Regions from separate parts of the Sus scrofa genome. Here region 2 is linked to region 1. The links are chromatin contacts, called in public Hi-C maps. All regions are on one chromosome and are shown on one strand. Each heading gives the region's core, a stretch centred on a gene start, on an enhancer-like site or on the middle of the called end of the contact. The rest is flanking DNA. Distances are from core to core; before and after follow the strand shown.

Region 1 (2,691 bases), core at 63-2,562:
GGCTGACCAGGTGCGTGCGGGGCCCATGAGGGGGTGCAGGCCCTGGGGAAAGTTAGCTGCTTTTCCCTCGTCTGCGGCCAAGCCAGCCCTCCCATCAGCTCCTCCCCGCTGGACAGGCCTCCAGGGACAGTTGGGGGTCACCGGCCCTCCTGCTGGGCAGAGTCCTCCCCAGGCATAAGGAGGACGCCGGGCGACCCCACCGTCTGGAGTCTTCGGACTTCTCGGTGACTTCTCGCCTGCCCCACAGCCAGCCTTGCAGCCAGGCCTCTGGGACGGGCACACTCCGCGCCCTCGCAGGCCCGAAGCCCCCCCTCCCCCGCTGGAACCCTGCGGCCTCCTCTCCTCTTTTCTTCCCTCTTCGCCCCTCCCTCCCCCTCAGCATCCTCCGAGGCTCCCAGCTCTGCAACCTCGGATGCTGGTCCCTCCTCCAGAGGCTCTGGTTTGAGGGTCTTGGGCCCCAGGGGGTTCCCGTGTGCTGCTCTGATGTTGGGGGTCCCTGTTCCTTCTCTAGGGCAGCAGCTGCTCTCCAAGTGCTACTGTCACCTTCTGCGTTATGACGTAATAGTGTGTTTTAGTTCTCCTACTTCTCACTTTTAAAGTTCTTAAAAGCGAAGTCTGTATGACTCATCTTTTCGACTCTCCTAGCATCTTGCCCATAGAGGAATCAATCGGTATTTGCTGACTGCGTGAAGGAAAGATGAACCTAATTCGCTGTAGTCAGGGAAATACATGCCTTCCTATTTGGAAGATGTAATTACGCCCTGAAATTGGAGTGACCTGGGCCATATCTTGTTTCTGCCATTGACCAGCTCCTTGACCTCAGAAAAATTATTTAAAATGCTTGGTGCTTCGGTTTCCTCATCTGTGAAATGGGTAGACTGTTGTGAGGATTAAATAAGGCAGATGTGGGCAGTGGTGATCACAGGGCAAGGTGTGTGTGGGGGGCACCTCCAGTGTGAGCCTTGTCCCCACCTCCACCTGCCCACCCCGTCTGAGGGGTGAATCCGGTGACAGCCTCTGAGGGGCTGCGGCTCTTTCCGGGGGGAGTGGGGAACCTGGGTTCAGGTGAGGGCAGTGGAGGTAGGGGCCGCAGGACAATTCAGACCTTTTACACGGAGCAGGAAGGTCAGCATGCATTGATCACAACTACCCTCTTAACGTGCTTGTAATGGGTCCAGACCCTCCGACTGGCCTCAGACCAGCCAAAGACAGATTAACTTATCTTCTCCTAATTGCTTTTGTAAGAGCTGCATTAGATTAGGTTTTAAAAATACCCGATCCCAGACTCTCACTCCCTGCAGAGCCGGGCTGGATGCCAGCGTCCTCAGCAGTGCGGGGCTCAGGGGCGGTCGGTACTGTTGGCCTCAGAACCAGCAGCCCACACCCGCGGCTGAGCTGCTGGGGCTCGGGGGGGGGCCTCTAGGGTGGGTCCATCCCGCAGTGCGCTCCCAGGCTCTGGAGGAGCCCTGCTCTGCTCTGCTCTGCTCTGCATGGGACGGGCCACCTGGCGCCTTGGTTTCATTTGGGCCGGGGCGAGCCGGAGGGGGGCCGTGTCATAAAAAGGTGGGCCCGGGAACGCCGGTGGGGCTCAGGATCCCTGCCACGTAGCCTTGAGCGTCCCGAAGCCCACCTAGCCCCAGCTGGCATCTACGATGTTTTGGGAACGTCAACATTTCTTTGTGAACTAACACATTCCCTCGGTCCGTCGGAAAAGGCTCCCATTTCTGGCAGCGCACCTCCCTAAGGTTTTTCCCAGCGAACCTTTGGAACCACGCGCAGACCAAGTCTGTCTGGTTGCCCCCAGGGCCGGGTGAGCCTCTGAGCCTGGGTGAGGCGGCCCAGCTGGCAGGGCTGAGCGTGGACAGGGCACTCAGACACCGCACACCGAGTGCCGTGGTTGGCAGAGCCAGGCCTGGTTTTTAAGCAACCAACCAGGTCAGGCTTGTCTCTGTCAGGAAACGTTATAAATTACGCTTCAATTCAGACGAATGATCTGAATTGAAGCGTAATTCCTCCATGACCCCTGCTCACTTCTGGACTTGCTCCTACACCCCCCTGGGTAAGGCTCAGTGCGGAAGGGGTCTCCCGGGAGTCGGCCGAGGCTGAGTTTGTAGGGCGCCGCCTGACCGCGGTTGGTCACGATTGGTCCTTGGTCCACGATTTCTGGAATCGCCTCTGTTTGCCTCCCAGCCCCCTGCCCTGCAGAAGTCAGATTATGTACCCACGCAGCATGGGTGGCACCTCCAAGGAGAACAGGCTTGAGAGAGACGTGACTCCCAAGGGGGGCCCTGGGGAAGGGGGGCAGCAGGAAGGTGAGGGCGTGGGGCCGGCAGGTGCAGCCTCCCTCTGGTAAATGAGGGCACACGTCCTGCTTTCTGCTCCGCAATCGCCTTCGGCTCACGACACTTTTGTGTCACGGGGCACACATTGGGGTGATGTGGTCCAGTTTCCTTCAGCCTTTTTTGGTGATGCTGGGCTGGGGGAGAGGCAGCTGCCCACAGCCGTTCTCAGCAGGAAGTTCTGGTTTAGAGCCCGTGGCCCACAGCTGCCACTTGTCCTCTGGTTCAAACACCACATTTATTCTTGGACAGCTCTGGGGCCAGAGTCCAGAGTCGGGCTCACTAAGGTCAAGCTGTCTGGGGAGAGGCCGCTTCCTGCTTCTTCTGGCTCTGGCCACTGCCTGAATCTTGC
Region 2 (2,691 bases), core at 91-2,590, 220 kb after region 1:
GCTGGCCCCTCATCCGTGAGAGGACACACTTGTGGCATTAATGTGTAGCAGACACTCCAGGCGCTGATCTTGCTCTGGGGTGAAAAAGTCTTATATCTCCAAGATAAAACAGGACCACCAGGAGAAGGTGACACTCTCTAGATAAACCCAGGAAGTCCAGACATAGCCTTCCAGCTGCACTTCCCTCCCCCAGCTCTTGGGTCCAGTGAGAAAGGCAGGCTGCTCCAGGGACACGACCTGAATGGCAGGCCGGGTGGCCAAAAGCTTCCGCGGCCAGTTCTCAATGGAAGGGGGGAGGGGTGGCTCCTGTGGCTCGCTGCCCTGAGGGAGCCCTGGGCCAGGGCGCTCCACATATTCACACACAGACATACACACACAATCACTCAGGAACACACATATGCACACACAATCCACCTACACAGTCGTGTGCACACCCAGGCACCAGTCAGCAGCCTGCCTCTGCCCCTCGCCCCGGGGCAACATGTGAAAGAGCTCACACGTTCCCAGCAAAGCAAGTTTCTGGGCGCTGCACTGAGCGGAGGTGCGGAACCCCGAGGTGGGTGTTTGGGGCACTAGAAATGTACGCATCCGGAGAGTCCCCACACGCGTGCGCGCGCTCATGCACACGCAGACACACTCCCAGCAGGGATGGGACCCGGGTCCAGCCGCACCTCTCCCTGGTGCAGGCGACCCCACCTGCGGGGACTAGGGGCCGCTCGCGGCGCGGAGGCACCGCGGGGAGCTGCGTCCCCCGAGCTCGGCCCGGCCAGTCCCGCGGAAGGTGGGGAAGGGGCTGCGGTCTCCCAGGAGATGGCGAAGGGGCACTCGGTCCGGCATCTCCCGAAGGTGGGGAGAGAGTTGAGGCCAGAGGTCTCCGGGAAGGTGGGGAGGAAGCCTTGGCCGGGCATCTCCCGAAGGTGGGGAGGAGGTAGCGGCCGGAGGTCTTGGAGGAGGTAGGGAGGGGTCAAGGCTGGGGATCTCCTGGGAGGTGGAGAGGGGAGCGCAAATGAGGAGCGCGCGTCGCCGGGAGGCGCCAGGGCCGCGGCCCTCAGCGAAGGGGTCGGGAGTCTGAGAGCGCCCGCCGATAGCCCCCTGGAAGGCCACGACGCCTCTGCCGGCTCCCGGGAGCTCACCGATCTTGATCTTCACGCTCTGGAAGACTCGGAGCCCCTCTTCCTCCACCGCCATGCTGGGTCGGCCCGGAATTCGTGCGCCGAGCCCCGCCGAGCAGCAGGAGCCAGAGCGGCGGCGCAGTCCCCGCGCTCTGCGCGCGTCTCGTCGACCGCGGGTCGGCCGCGCCTCTGTCCCCTGGCTCCGCCCACGCACCCGACCATTGGCCGAGAGCGCGAGCGTGGGCGGTGAGGCTCCGCCCACGGCCCTGCCCAGTTGCCTTGTGCCTGAGGTCCGCAAAGGGGCAGGAGCGAGACGGCTCCGCCCACATCCCAGCCCCAGATCCCCATTGGCCGAACCCCGCAAGGGGGCGTGGTCGGTATCAGAGAAGGGTTGGAAGGTACCACGCCGGGGTGGTTCACCCAGCAGGGAGGATCCCACAAGGGTTGCTGGAGGAACTGGGCCGAGGGGCGCTGGGGGGTACTGGGCGTGGGGAGGGCGCCAGGAGGGGACCGGTCAGCTGTCGCTGGCTCGGGGAGCGGGGGGCGGTGGCGAGGGCCGGGCGGAAGGGGGGGCGGGGACCGGGAGGGCGGGGCGTGGAGGACTAGGGTTGCAAAGAAGGTGGCGGGGGCTAGGCGAGGGGAGGCAGAATCTGGCGGGAGGACGCGGGAATAGGGAGATGTGCACATGATTTTAAGAAACTCAGACCTAAAGGAATCAAGGAAAAGAATTCTCTGGCCCAGCTCGGCCCCCTCAGAGCAAGTCCGCACTTGCGGACCAGCTGCTGGAGACCTGGCCTCTGGAGGAACAAGGGTTCCACTGAGGTTGCTGATTAGGCTCCGCAGATGTCCATTCCCTTCTGATGCCTTCCTGTCCCTCTACCGTGCCCTGGTCTCCCGCCACCTGGCTCTGAGTCTTTCAGGCCACGTGCACTCCTGTCTGCCCTTGCTGATCCCCATGCTACCATCCTCCCCTTATTTTCTGTCTCCTGACTTCCTGTCCACTTATCTCTCCTCTGACTTAGGAGTGCCCAACATCACACACACAGACTTACACACACACACACCAGAATACAAGCTTAATAAAGAGAGAGGCCTGTTTTTCTCACTGTTTTACCTCACTTCCTTAAAAAAAAAAAAAAAATGCTTAGGTACCTGTTGAAAAAGATTACTGACCATTCTTACCCTCCTTCCAGGTCCTCAATCAGCTGCTTGAGGCAACCTTCTCAGGACTGTCAGAGGAGGTGTTTACTCATGGTTTACTGAAGAGGCTGGGGTCAAGCCCCCAGTGTTGCTGCCTCAGGACCCCAGCAGGCTCCTGTAGTTGTGTGGCCACCCAGAGCCCACCCTCCTCCTAGCCAAGACTTGGCCTCCATCAGGGTAACTGAAAAGTAACCCCAGTTCCTGACCTTCTCAGAGGACCAGCTGAAACCCCAGTAGCAGCTGCATTGTTGCCAAGTGGCTCCTCTGTCCCCATCTTCCCCCCATTCTCTCACAGACTTTCCCTCCCAAACACTTCCAACCAGGTCCTGCACATGGATTTCCTCTTTGGAGTCTGTTTCCAAGGGAACCGCTGTAAGGC

The links. Hi-C and Micro-C count contacts between places; a contact is called where the count stands out from the background.
Region 2: a Hi-C map of heart right ventricle shows a contact between it and region 1, with 6 times the contacts expected there. The contact joins the promoter of RASA3 here to the enhancer-like site in region 1. A contact is called at or near these places in 3 of 47 Hi-C or Micro-C datasets (embryonic fibroblasts, heart right ventricle and omental adipose tissue) and 1 of 2 datasets of contacts at active chromatin or transcription factors (skeletal muscle).

Annotation. Positions count from the first base shown.
Region 1 is chr11:78,810,454-78,813,144 of Sscrofa11.1, forward strand. No RefSeq gene overlaps it. Among named protein-coding and RNA genes, the nearest start is that of TMEM255B, 5.0 kb to the right of the region's middle. Within about 2 kb of position 1,313, at least 4 of the 83 cell types and tissues checked have an H3K27ac peak or open chromatin away from gene starts, as enhancers often do.
Region 2 is chr11:79,026,651-79,029,341 of Sscrofa11.1, forward strand. RASA3 (ras GTPase-activating protein 3) reads right to left here and starts at 1,341. Exons shown (of 24, transcript XM_003131110.5): 1 at 1,134-1,341. The coding sequence starts at 1,188.